2 separate regions of the Mus musculus genome follow, and region 1 is linked to region 2. Evidence: chromatin contacts called from public HiChIP or PLAC-seq data. All regions are on one chromosome and are shown on one strand. Each heading gives the region's core, a stretch centred on a gene start, on an enhancer-like site or on the middle of the called end of the contact. The rest is flanking DNA. Distances are from core to core; before and after follow the strand shown.

Region 1 (7,140 bases), core at 2,949-5,448, 250 kb after region 2:
AGCTCTTGGAAGCCTGTGGTTTCTATGCATTGTCTTGGATGCATAGAAAAAGGAAAGAAGAAAAAAAGCAATGCTACCCTTTGTCAAAGAAACTGGGCCAAACCTAGAGATTTGGAGAAATCAATATACTTCAAAAGAATTGTTTCTAAGATAACACTATCCAACTTCAAAGAAGCAGTAGAAGACACTGATTTAGAATCCCCAAACTGCAAATGTGGTTTTCAGCCTAGGGGAGGAGGCAGCAGGTCACCCTGGCCAGGTGAGCGATGGAATGAAAGAATCTGGCTAACAGCCTGACTCACCGCTTCCTGGTTCCAGGAAAAAAAAATGGATTTTTGCAGCAAGCCATTCAGTTTGCTCAGTGATTCCAATACTGCTAGCAAGACCTTCCTAGGCAAGCTGTCTAACAGTGAGTTTCAAAGAATTAAGTAAACAGCACCAGAAAGGAAAAAAAGTACAAAGCAAAATTATTACTTCTTGGCCAGGGGGGGGAAAAATCCCACACCAAAAAGCAACTGACTGAATGGTCCACCCAGGGAGCACCCATGGGTATAGTACAATTGGTCATATGAAATACAAAATGAAACTAGGATTTCATATAGGGCTGAGTCCCAGGGTCTCTAATATCAGATTAAATGTCCTATTGCTCCTTGATAAGAAAGTCTTCACTTTAGAGTCTGATACACTGAAGGCCAGCCAAGTCCCTCAAAGCTCCTGCTGTTTTATCAGATCAGTTAGAATCCTTTTTTGATAAGATAAAGTACTCAGTATTTGCATGCTCCTACACAAATGCTGATATAATGGAAATTTTCCTTGTCTGTAGATTATAGCAAACAAACACATGCATGCAATGTGTGGTATCAGATTGGATTTTTGCAAGAAGGTAGTTGTAAATTTGGAAGCAATTGGCTGCCCTTTGACTAGTAGTACACAGTTAAAGCAACAGTTGACCAATGAAACAGTTGGCAGGATGTGTGCACACAATGATATCATTTTAGTAATAATAGTTACATCCTCATGTGGACACACAGAAAAATCATCACAAGAATATGCAAGATTGTGGCAGTCCCAGGAACAGGTGATGCCCTCACTGGTATTTCTGCTTTACTTTCTGATTCTCTACAGTGACCATGTGCAGTTTTCTGTATCTATAGCAAGTTACAGCTGACTGATCTAGCTGAAACCAGGCCACATTTTCCCCCTGAGGCTTTGAAGTTGAGACTTGTGAAACTACATTGGCTTCCTTCCAGGTTCAAAACTGTGACTTACTAACAGAAAACGCAACTTGGCTTCTGATAGCTGATGGATTGTCACCTCAAATTCATGGCCCTTGCCTCACCCCATGACAGCATAAAATGAATCTGACCCCAAGGGGACTGTGGAACACTGAGAACATTTTGGAAACATTCCCAGTTCTTGACACCACCCACATGAATACCTGGAAGCCCAGTGTTACTATAGTAACCCCCTAGGCCACAGCAAGCTAGCCCTGCAAACCTAACACATCCCACACTGGCATCTCATGCAACGAATTAAGGACCAAGAACAAAGCAGTGGTGACTGTCAGGTTTCCTAACCCTGAAGGTCAAAGACTAGGTTCCATGACAAGGGGACATGACTCCTACTGATTTATCTTTCCTCCATCCTGTAACTGGAAATCTCAAGAAGTTTGTTTCGTGACTATATATCAGTAATTTTGAGGTGGAGGTTTTTGTGGGGGCAAAATGTCCACAAATGTCCCTTCCACACCAAAGCAGACTTATAATCTTCAAATCCCAAAAGAAAGCAAGGAGAATGGTAAGGGCAGAGCCTGGGTTTACCAAGAATAAAGAGCGAGCAAAGTTCAAAGATTTGGGGAAAATCAAAACAGGCAACTACCCAATGGTATTAACTTAAATAAACCAAATGTGGGGTTAAAAAAGCTTGTGGATATTAAAGGTTACATCATCATCAGTCAACTTCAGCCTCCTGGGACAACGCACAATGTGAGTAAAACTGCCTTTCATCATAAATCGTTCTTACCCACCCCGAATCCCAGGGAGAACTGACAAACAGCCTGCCTGTGAGAGGAAAGGCAGATGACTCCTTCAACTTCGAGGTAGGAGCAAAACATTAACCCAGTGCAACCACAACAATCTAGGCAGGATGAAGGGCAGAGAAAGGAGGAGCTCTTCAAAGAGCCTGGAGAGTGGGTTTCACCAGATTTAATATTCTGATGTTTTAATAATATACAACATCTCACAAAGTGACTGGTGTAACTAGCTTTATAGGGGCTCTCTGGATCCATTTGAGAATAAATGCACAAATAAACAAAAGACACCATCACCCCCCCAAAAAATTATCTTGATTACAGGTACACTGTGTTTGTGGGTTCTCTGTTGCTATATTGCTTTTTATTCCTGAAAGTAATTAACCAGATGCATCAGGGTATTAATGTCTTAGGTCCTTGATTTGGGGTGGGGTCCTCTTTAAGTAACTAAATATCAGAGCTTTAAGGGATCTGAGCGTCTTCTTTCACAGAGGGTCCAATGAGGCCCTAGAAATCCCAGGAATTCTCCTGGGGGAGCTATGTCTACTTATTCTAGGAGGGGCAGTAATGACATACCAAAGGAATCGTTCTACCCAAGTCTACCTCGAGGAACCAATGGCTTATTGGACTTACTGGTAGACTTAAATGAAAACTGCGGTTTTTAAAGGTAATAGACCCTGGGGGGAAAAATTCTCCCTAAATTTCTATCAAGATTTTTTTCTCCATCAGTTTTATTGGGGTCATTATTTCAAGGTTCATTAAACGTAAAGCAGAAGTAACACATATTTCTGTTAGTTACAAACTTGGATGAAAAAGTTTTATATTACTTTCTCCTATCCATATTCATGGAAAATGTGTAATAAATGGTAAACTTATAATGTTAGTTATATTTCTGGTGATTTATTCTTTAGGAATAAGCCATGTACTTATTAAGCAACTTTGTAAGTTCTTGACCAATCAAATAAGGTATGCTTATAAAATAGTTCAATTTCTATTATACAATTATTCAAAACTGTCAAAATAAGGCAGTCATCTATCACCCTTTAGCCCATTTTGTACAACACTTGAGCCAGTAGTCACTCAAAGGAAACTCAAGTAGAAAATCCACAACAATGCGAGTCAAACACATTTACAACAATGGTAACATCCCCCAAAGTGGCAACATTGCTTCCTGCTGAGAATGTAGGGCTCCAGGAACTGATTGTGGCTGGTGAACTCACATCACCATTTAGAAGCCAGTTTGATGGTTTCTCACAAAGCTGAACATAATCGTATATGGTTCCATACTGAGATCCTAGACATTTAGCCAATTTACCTGAAAACTTGTCCACAGGCAAACACTGTAACTATTGCAAAATGCTGAAATATTTAAAACAGAATAAAGCCCTATGCCATGGAATATTACTCAGAAAGAAAAGAAGATAAACTACAAATGAGAAAAGACATGGATGAGTCTTGAGTGCATTTTCCTTGAAAGAATCCAGTCTGAGCTGCTGTATTGTGTTTGCTCTCAATTATTTGATATTATGAGAAAGGCCAAAGTACAAAATTGCCGAGAGTTTGGAGGAAAACACTAAACAGACAATCCACAGGATGGAGGAGGAGTTTGTTTGTTTGTTTGTTTGCTTGCTTGTTTACTTGCTTGCTTGCTTGCTTTATTTTGAGTTTTGTAGGGTTAAATTTTGCTTTTTTTTTTTTGTTTTTGAGACAAGCTTACTATACAGTCCTGGTTGGTCAGGAACTCTCCATGCAGACCAGGCTATTCTCAAACACACAGAAGTCAGTCTGCTTCTGCCTCCCATGTGCTGGGGTTAAAGGCATATGGTATTATATGTCTTTATTGGGAGGTTGTTTTAGTATGGTGGAACTCTTCTGTGTATCATAATTATAAGCAGTATGCAGTTTCTGAAACTCATAGAACTTTGTAGCATACAGGATGATCTTTAACACATTTTTTAAAAATTAAAACTATTTAGGGGTAGGGTTTCCCAGAATAAAATGCAGACTGAGATAAGGAGTCCAACTGTCACAAATGGAATGCAACTATCTTACTGGGGTGGGGGAGATAAAAGCAAAGACTCGGTAACTTTGAGAATGAGTAGCGCCTCCGATTTAAAGTGGAATGCTACTTGATAATGTTGTTTCCCATGGGAGTATGGGTCAACAATGTCGAGACAACACTACTAGAACAGAACAATGAAGTAAATGGATGGAAGCTGATGGGAGCCACATTTCTTACTGTTAGAGGGAGGGTTTACAGTTAATCAAGCAAAGATTGAGCCGATCCATACGATAATGGAAGCTTCAATGTGAACTCACATTAGCCTAATACAAATTCAGTGGTCTTGTATAGATAGCGACAGATACAGGGATACACATAAGTTGATATGCCCACATAAGTTTGCTGGCCATCAGCTAAAATGCCTAGAAGCAATGCCACCAAGTAGCAATAATTGCTTGTATGTCCCAGATCATAGCTCCAAATAATAAAACTAATAAAACACAAACCCAAAAACAAAACAAAACCACAGCTTCTTAGAGAAATACTGGTTCTAATTCTATGACAAGGACATACATGATCAGCATGTCATTCAGAGCATGAAGTAAATACTGTGATCCATGATAATATAAATAAATAATGGCATAAAAAATGAAAGAGAGCTGAGGAGATTGCAAAACAGGTAATGTGCTTGCCATGCAAACTTTGTCACTTGAGCCTGAATACCCAAAATCACATAGAAGCTAGACGCAGTAGCACACATATCTGTAATCCCTGAGCTTCTACAAGAACAACAGGAGGTAAATATCAAAGAATACTTAGTAGCTCACAGGGTATCTCTCCCACTATAGGCAGCTGTGAACTACAAGGAAGTTTGTCTCAAACAACATGGAAGGTGAGGGCCCACATCTGCATTGTCTTCTGACTTCCCCATGTGGTCATCACATGGAGGGCCCACACTCGACTATAAATGCATACACCATAAATACATGACACATGAACAGAGGAATATGTGAATGAGTAAAGGAGAGAAGACTAATCTTTTGACAGGAGAATCCCAAGCAATTTATGAAGATATTCTGCCCTTAGAAATATGAGGAATTGGCAGAGCATGGTAGTGTATGTCTTTAATCTCAGCACTAGGGAAGCAGAAGCAGGCAGATCTCTGAGTTTGAGGCTAGCCTGATCTACAAAGCAAATTCCAGGACAGCCAGGGCTACACAGAAAAACTCTGTCTTGGAAAAAGAAAGAAAAGAAAAGGAGAGGAGAGGAGAAGAGAGGAGAGGAGAGGAGAGGAGAGGAGAGGAGAGGAGAGGAGAGGAGAGGAGAGGAGAGGAGAGGAGAGGAGAGGAGAGGAGAGGAGAGGAGAGGAGAGGAGAGGAGAGGAGAGAAGAGAAGAGAAGAGAAAAGAAAAGAAAAGAAAAGAAAAGAAAAGAAAAGAAAAGAAAAGAAAAGAAAAGAAAAGAAAAAGGAGAAAAGAAAAGAAAGCAAGTTTGAGGCCAGCCTGGTCTACAAAGTGAGTTTCAGGACAGCCAGGGCTACACAGAGAAACCCTGTCTCAAAAAAAAAAAAAAAAAGAAAGGAAGAAAGGAAGAAAGGAAGGAAGGAAGGAAGGAAGGAAGGAAGAGAAAGAAAGAAAGAAAGAAAGAAAGAAAGACAGAAAGAAAGAAAGAAAGAAAGAAAGAAAGAAAGAGAAAGGTGAGAAATGATTCCCACTGTTCATTGCATAAAATGACTTCATGACAAGAAGTAGTTCAGAAAGCAGTTGTACAATGGAGATGAACTGTCACTGAGGTGATCAAAGTCCACACAAGTGATACATTGTGCTGATGGTGGGTACCTGTGGAGTGATGTGTTCTTTCTCCTCAAAACTATCTTAAGCTGATCTCAGCTAAGCAGCAGAAGAAGAACACTTGATAGCTAGTCTGCAAGATGCCTTGTCAGCATCCAGCAAGATTATAAAAAGTCTGGGAATGATCACAGATTCTGAGAATCTTTTTCAGCGAAGAGGAGCCAAAGGAGACTGAAGTAGTGAGTATTTTTCTAGAGTACAAAGGTCTTGAGTTTGATCCCTAAACAAATAATCAATATGATACCCTGGCTGGTAGAGTGAAATCATAACAGAAAAGGAATACTGAGAAAAATTACAGTTATCTGAAAAGAAAATGAACTTCAATTTATAATGATACTAGTTCATTAAAATTTCATACTACTGTAAAGTGTCAATTGTGAAGGAAACAACATAGTGTGTGTGGGAATGCTCTATACCATTGTCTCAGTTTTTAAAGAATTAAAGCCACCCAAAAAAGGGGCAACATATTTTAAAAGAATTAAAGGGCTGTGGCTGTATATAAGTAGCAGAACACTTGCCTAGAATGCATAAATCCCTGGTTTCCGAGGTTCAATCTTCAACACTGGAAACAATACATAAAAATAGTTAAAATAGTATTTGACAGTATGTAAAGGGTTAAATAACAACTCAGTTACCTAGAAAGAAAAAAAAAAAGAATATCCTTCAAGTTGTTAGTCACATTAGAATTTTATCCTAATTTAAACGTGTTCTTCCTTAAAATGGGGAAATAAATCGAATATTGAAACAATTATTGGGGTAATATTCTTGGTAAGTACCAAAACAAGAAATGTAAATCAAGAGACCCCAGGGGATGGTGCCTGTTTACTGAAATAACTACTGAATTTTGTGTCTCAGAGGGGGTTTCTTACTTCCTTAATAGGGAGGGCAAACCAAAATATAAACAAATGAATAAGTGGAAGAAGAAAGTAACAGAATCAAAAGCATATCTAACAGTCACACAAAACAGAAGCATCTTTCCCAGAGAGAGTGTCTCAAATCTGCTCTAGGGACAGCTAGTGCAGCAGCAGGACAGAGGGGTAGCCCATGAAGGTCCCAAGGATGGAGGTGGTATGAATGAGAGCATCCTCCACACGCTGTGTTTAAACACTGGTCCTCAATAAGTCACCCTGTTTGGGAAGGTTTCAGAGGTAAGACCTTATTGGAGGAAGTGCGTCACTGGAGACAGACTTGTTTTTATTTTACTTTTTGTTTGGTACTATTGTTGTTTGTTGGTTGTTTGTTTATTTCAAGACAGGGTTT
Region 2 (7,328 bases), core at 2,970-5,469:
ACCTTCTGAAGTTTTTAAACTAGCTCTGAAAATTTGCACCTGCTAGAGTCCAAGTCTTGTGATACTTGGGGGGATACTTCATATATAGACCATAATATCAATAAATCCACATTCTCTTCAGTTGGTGTACTCCGTATAATACAAATCAAAATTTCAGCAATGCTTTGAAGAGATGGACAAGCTAACTCTGAATGCTAACTAAAAAGAGAACCATTAAGCATGGAGGAAACGGGCTAGGGGGTGCACATTTAATTCCAGCACTCAGGAGGCAGAGGCAGGCAGAGGCCAGCCTGGTCTACAGAGTCAGTTCCAGGCTAGCCAGGGCTATGCAGAAAAATCCTGCCTTGAAAAACAAAAGAAAGGAAGAAAGCAAGAAAGCAAGCAAGAGAGAAAGAAAAAGAAAGAAAGAAAGGAAGGAAGGAAGGAAGGAAGGAAGGAAGGAAGGAAGGAAGGAAGAAAGAAAGAAAGAAAGAAAGAAAGAAAGAAAGAAAGAAAGAAAGAAAGAAAGAAAGAAGAGAGAGAGAGAAAGGGAGGAAGGGAGGGAGGGAAGGAGGGAGGGAGGGAGGAAGAAACAAAGAAACAAAGAGGAAGAAAGCAAGGGAATGGAAGAAACTAAAAAAGAACAAAACCAGGAAAGCCAGAGCAAATTTGAGCAAAGCAGAGTTGAGAAACTCATTCTCCCCACCTATTATAAAAAGATCTACTATAAAGCTAAAGTTATACAGCTCACAAGATGCCATCAAAGATATATAAAATTTAATAAGAGAAAGAATAAAGAGCACAGAAATATATCCACAACATGAATTAGGTTTGGAAGAAGGAACCAAGGGAACTCAGTGCAAGTTTTATCTTTTCAACAAACGCTGCTGGAACAGTGGGCATGAAGCACAGAAAAAGAACCTCAGCATACCTCTCAGACATCGCAAAAGTTCCATTGAGATTACCGACCTGGCACCAAAGCTGAAAAGGTGCTAGAAGATGAGAGAAGCCCTGCCAGTCTGCCCACACAACCCTAAAAAAAGAAAACTCAGAAGGTTAGAGGTTTGAAGACTTTTAACAAGACTTACAACCTTCACGCAGTAAATAGTGATGTTGTGAAAACTAAAAGTTAGGTAATGGGGTGAGAGAAATATATGTTTTCTATCCATATATAATAAAGGACCTGAAACTATAATATCATACAGTTTGACTGATAATATCATCTTTCAAAGTCATATTGAAACAATTCCAAGACAGACTGGCAAAGATGTCCAGGCTTTGAAAGGTGACCTATGGTGAGGTATTCACCCACAACGGAGAGCGATTATCACTTATATAAGGAACATAACGTGAACAGAAATGTTTTAGGGTACATCTGTCTCTTCTGCTGTGTTAGGACACAATTTCCGACCCATCTGAAGGATGCAGCATCTAGGTGTCACCATGGACTGGAAGTAGAAATTGGGGCTTCATCTGGCACAAAAACCTGCTGGCATCCTGTGGTTTCTGTTACATACAAAACGACAAATACATAAAGAACAGTCAAAGCTTAGCCATCCGAACAAAGACAGAAACAAAGTATTGGAAAAGATGACCAATGCCAGTGTGCACTGGGAAAGGTAACTTATACCTGCCTGAATAGCTTAAATGAAAAGAGGATGTCCCACAGTGGAGGGCAGTGCAGATGAAGTCTCTTACACTGTTAGCCTGAATACAAATGAATCAGTTTAACAGTTTATTGTAGAGTGAAACATATAATTGCCTTTAACCCAGAAACCCCATATCTACTAAAGTAGATGGAAAACATATGTTCTTCTAAAATCTCTATGCATGTTCATAAGAGCTATTTCATAATACTCCCAAACTGGAAGTATCATTAGGCTGCAGGCTAAGCAGTCTGAGGTATCTACAGATTTAAATACTTGCCAAAAACAAGAAAAAAGGGACAAATTTAGATTTATTCAACAAGTTGGATAAATTGGAAATTCTTTTTACTGACAAGAGAGAGAGATCCAAAAGACTTCCTATTGATTGGTTCTATTCACAGACTGTTTTCTGTCTAACGTTGTAACAAAGTATAATAAAAAAATCAACTTAAAAAGAGGGATGCCTATTGTGGCTCACAGTTTTTGTTCAACTGGGTGCTTTCCTTCAGAGCCTATGGGAAGACAGAACATCATGGTCAAAGTTCCCAGTAAAGCAGGCAGAACTCCAAGACAGGGCGATAGAGATAGAGGCTGAGATTTCAGTATTCCTTTCAAAGGAAGACCTTCCATTTGGCGCCACCTATTAAAGGTCTTACACCTTCCAATAATATCACAGACTGAGGACCAAACCTTCATGAGTGCATTTGTGGGGAACACTAATCCATCGCAAAGAACTCTGCTCATATAGCCACTGAGAAAATATACACTAAATTCATATGCATCCTTTTATACTCACAAACAGGCAAACACACAGTTCTACATTTTGAGGCAAAGAAATGCACTGTTGCTGGGATTATAACTATCTGTTTTGGTAGCAATACAGAGCATATTTATTACAGCTAGCGTTATATCACAAGTCATGGAACTTGGCAATCCCACTTTCAAACACCTCCCTGGAGAACCCAGTGAGACATACAGATAATCCCCAATGAATGAAAAAAGCAAACACCTGACTTTGCATCATTACCTACCAAGGAAAGATCAATAATTCACACAAACACCACCATGAGCAAATCTCAGAAATGTTTCTCATACTGAAAACTAGCTTTAAAAGACTGTCTGCACGCAAGTGATGGAGCCTCACCAGAGGTTTTTACCACTTCGAGACTATAGTTCCAAAAGCAACTCCTACAAGACAGACAGTGTTCTGACCAGAAACCTGAGGTCTTGTGGTGATGGAGAGGCAGGAGCAGAATTTAAACCTCCTAGGCCCAGCCCCTGGGAGTCTACAAATGAAACCATAGCAAAAGAGGGAGGAAAACAGTCCAGTAGCAGAGGCAGTGGTTGCTCTGGCCGCAGAGAAGACATTGGCTGTTCTATTGGCTAAGCCCACCTCCAGAAAGGCTGGAAAGGGATCCTGCTACCTTTTCATAGTGAAGTGCAATTTTTCTATACTGTACATCATGATAGTGAAACATCTGTTTCCCTTCAGAAGCCAGCAGAGGAAATCTGCATTCATGTTGTAAACAACTCAAAATGTCAAATACAGGATGAACAGCTGAACACCATACTCTCCAAAGGTAAGGGTATTGTGCTATAGATTCATAACTATGAAAGACATGGACAAAAGACCTTGACCAAATAATTATAAAAGCAACTAATACAGGATAAAGGAAAACCCTGATCCAGGGAACAAGGACCAAGATAAAGATTCCCCCTACTTTGGACTTTGGAAATAAATGTCTGATGCAGTAATGAAATAAGTGATCAATTCATAAAACTCCAATCAGGAGCATGGTGACCACTGTCATTGAAGCTGACAAAGCTCAGAAGACTTTGGAACTGTTTTACAGAGAATGCTATCAATGGTGTGAAAACGCTGGCAAGGAAAGTCTTAGAAGGCTGTAAACAGAGAATGCTTGGTGACTGTGGTGGAGCTTCAGAAGTCAGAGGCTGGCAGGGCTGACGTCAGAGGGAAGACTGCTCACAAGAAGTCACAGTTAGGGATGGTGATCTATGTGCAACTGAGCTAAGATCATACATCGCACACTCTAGCAAATATCTGCTCTGTATATTGTCCATGTCCTGAGATTATAGTTAGTAAGGTAAATCCATTTTTCATTTAGCCCATCATTCAACCTATGGTATGGTTATTTTATAACTGCTTTTGGCTACGATTATGGGGAGGATTATAAACCAAAAAAATAAAAATAAAAAATAAAACAGAAAGGAGGTTCTTTTAAAAAATTAAAATAAAATAAAAGTATTTTTGCCTAGAAAAGAAGTACATGTAAAGCCGTGGCCCAGTAAAATGTGGCTGCTAAGGAGGTTCATGACACTAGAAAGAAAGCAAATGCATTACATCAACATGACAGGAAAGATGCCTCGGGGACATTTCACACATTGTATGACACCCACCTATTTGCACATACAAGATGATACAGTTTCAACTTTACTTTGAGCAGATAGCTCTGGGATATCGTGTCTGTATGGACTTCCCAAGAGAAAGGATTCCCTTGTGACCAGTCCTCAGGGACCCAGAGCCCACAGAAGCTGTGCTACAATAGGGTTCGGTCATTGCTTCAGCTACAAACATTGGCATTGTCTGCATCTGCTGATCGTACAGCAATGCAAAGTGCAAGGGTTACGGGGTCAGGGAGGCTTCTGAACACAGCGTAAAGGAAAATCTGGGAGGCCTAGCGATGTATGACAGGGTCAGAATCCCACAAGCAACCCCTAAGTGGATGGGAGTAGTGAAACTAAAGATAATCCACATTAGGGACTGTAGGAATGAGGAGTGTCTGCAACGAAAACCACAGGCAGTGATGGTAGTGAGCCAGAGACAAAGGCCGTAAGTCTGCAGATAGCCAGGGTGTGGGTAAGGGCTTCCCAACCCTTTGGATTTACATCACACCTACACATAGCTTAGATGCCAGAATAGGACTGCAGATGTAATGTTTCCTGATGGACTTTAGTCCTTCTTTTTTCCTTTCAATATCCAAATACCTCCCTTGAAGAATGAAAATATATACTCTGTAGAACTCTGTAAAGTAGCATACAACTTGCTTTCTTGTTTTATAGAGATTCTTCGTGAAAAAATTGCCTTGAATCTCAGACACACTTTGCATTCAAACTTTTTAACAATACAAAACTGTTGAAGGAATGCGCACCCTTAAAGATGGACAAAGTGCATTACGCTTTATTTCAGATAAATGTGGGCCCTTACTATAATTTAAGTAATAATTTAATTTTAAAAGATAATTTAATTTAATTACAATTGCTTACTCTACTTTAAAAATAGACAGCACCGCAGTTCAGAAGGCATTTTTATGTTTTTACTGAACAAACAAGGAACTTTGAGGAAAGGATAGAATTATCACACTGTACCCTATGACTATGTTTAAAATGTTTAATGTTTTTACTTATTTATTTGCGTGTATGTGTGCCCACACACACACATACCATGGCATACATGTGAAAGTTAGAGTGCAACCTGCAGGAAATCACTTCTCTTTACACTGTGAGTTCTGGGAATTGAATTCACATCATCAAACATGGTGGCAAACACCTTAATGGATTGATCATTCTCACTGGCCCACTTATATTTGTTGTGATAAAATTTAAAACCTACTGAAATTATAAGGAAAATTTGTGAGGTCTGGAATACTAATATTTTTGTATTTAATAAAGAAATCATTAAAAGGAAACAAAACTGGAAGTCTACTTTTCCCTTTGTTTCCCTTTGTTCCCCTTGACTTAATTCTTCCTTCTTAGTGTAAACACTGCCTCTCTGGAAAAGCAGAAGCCATCACATAGGACACCCTTCATAGTCTCTACCCAAGGAACCAGCCGGGTCTTCTGTTCCTGTACTGATCGGCGGTTTGTTGCCATCCAGAGATGCCTGCAAAGGTTTCCAGTTACTCACCTTGGAATTCTACTCACAACCTGTATCACTGCTTTCGCATACCTTGACTAGGGGTACAGTCATTCTAGTGGAGGATTGGACATTTTCAACTTTACTAACATTACAAAACTGCTCAGCATCAGGTAACATCACTAACTAATACCCCAGTCAGCAGCAGGAGACTCTTCTTAGTCCTCACAATCTGAGAGCACTCGTGGATCCGCCTTGAATTATTTGCCTATCCAGAACTAGATAGAAGTTTCAGTTCCAGTGTGTATTTGCCTGATAAACGATGTGTGAGGTGGGTTCTGGTCACTCCAGCTTCATCTGCTGTAGCATGCCTGTCTATAGTCTTTTTTCTTGTATGTATGTGTGTGGGGAGGGCAGTTCTAAATGATCTCTAGTTTATTATTATGCTACAGCTGTATCGATTATATGCTATCCAAAGTTCTTCCAATCTTCCAGACGTAGTTGACGGTATATTTTATATCAAAGATTTTTAACTCCTGGTGAGTTTTGTTTCTTTGCTTTGTTTCTTTTTATTTTTTATTTATTTATTTTTTTTAGGACAGTGCTGAGCCTAAGGCTTCTCTGCGCATGCTAGGAAAGTTCTGCCACCGAGCTACATCCCCAGCCCCCTAATTTTAACACCTAAATAACCAGAATGTTATCCATTATGGTTTACGCTTTTGATCTTTCTTTCTAAAAATCACCCTTTGCCATGCTGTTACAAAATTTGGTCTGTTTTTTAAAACTCTGCTCAAACTAAATTTATTCAAATTTCCTTAAAACTCTTCCGGGGTGTGTATGCGTGTGATAGCGTAAGATAGTTCCAACTTCCTTCTGCACTTCTTTATCTGCACTCTTCCTCAACTCTTAAGATAGAGTAGCAGTTATCAGAACTAATAGAGGAAGAAAAGACAAACTCTAAAATATATCTGATGCCCCAAGGCCATGTGCTTTGTCAGTGGCGGAGAATATCAAACTGAACCTTCCTTTTTAAATTTCTTTTTTAAATACCTCCGAGCATATCAGACTTCATCAACATCTCAATCTGAGTCTTATCTTTTTCCCCTCACTTCAACTGTGCCCCATGCTGCTCCTCTCTTTGTCTTCCTGTCCAGTCTGGCTTCTGTGGCTGCCATTCCAACCCACAGCTGGCTGCTCATCACAGCTCCCTCCCCCAAACAGACGTGGCATATGTCACCTGTCTGGCCACGCATCACGGGCTAGTTCTGCTGCACTGGCTGAGTCTCTTCTGAAGTCAGAGCTGGGGCCACAACTCAGGAGCTCCGGTCTATGCCTGAGTAATTGATGGCGTCCTGAAATATTTCATTTATACTTCTGCTATGGTCTTCAGGCTGAACCAAGGGATGTTTATGCAGCCCCACCACCACCACCACCACACACAATAATAAGAAAGAATTATTAAGAGAGGTTATCTGCAGCCGAGACCGAGAACCCTGGACTTAGCATATGTTCCTTCACCCACAAGATCCAGTCCTACAGAACACTGGCACTGGAGTGGGGAGTTCAGCTGTATAGGATCTCAGCTCCCCAAATCTAGCTGTAATTTACCTTGGAACTGGGGGGGGGGAGCTGTGATATATATACACACATCAGAATATGAGAGTCACTTTTACCAAACCCCACCCCAAATCAGATAACAAATTCTCAAATCTTATCCTGCCAGACAGCCCACCTAGCAACTGGCCTGACCTTCCATTTCTATGGCAACCTTTTCAAATTCAGGACTTCATTGTTTTGCACCGTAGCCAACAATAACCTTCCAAGATGAT

Evidence for each region. HiChIP or PLAC-seq counts read pairs in DNA pulled down with a chosen protein or histone mark.
Region 1: a contact with region 2 is called in an H3K27ac HiChIP or PLAC-seq map of extraembryonic endoderm stem cells. The contact joins two enhancer-like sites. A contact is called at or near these places in 3 of 484 Hi-C or Micro-C datasets (extraembryonic endoderm stem cells, liver and uterus) and 1 of 115 datasets of contacts at active chromatin or transcription factors (extraembryonic endoderm stem cells).

Annotation. Positions count from the first base shown.
Region 1 is chr1:4,670,498-4,677,637 of GRCm38.p6, forward strand. No RefSeq gene overlaps it. Among named protein-coding and RNA genes, the nearest start is that of Gm37323, 65 kb to the left of the region's middle. Within about 2 kb of position 4,199, at least 3 of the 459 cell types and tissues checked have an H3K27ac peak or open chromatin away from gene starts, as enhancers often do. A contact at or near this core is called in extraembryonic endoderm stem cells, where this site is marked.
Region 2 is chr1:4,418,167-4,425,494 of GRCm38.p6, forward strand. No RefSeq gene overlaps it. Among named protein-coding and RNA genes, the nearest start is that of Rp1, 62 kb to the left of the region's middle. Within about 2 kb of position 4,220, at least 9 of the 459 cell types and tissues checked have an H3K27ac peak or open chromatin away from gene starts, as enhancers often do. A contact at or near this core is called in extraembryonic endoderm stem cells, where this site is marked.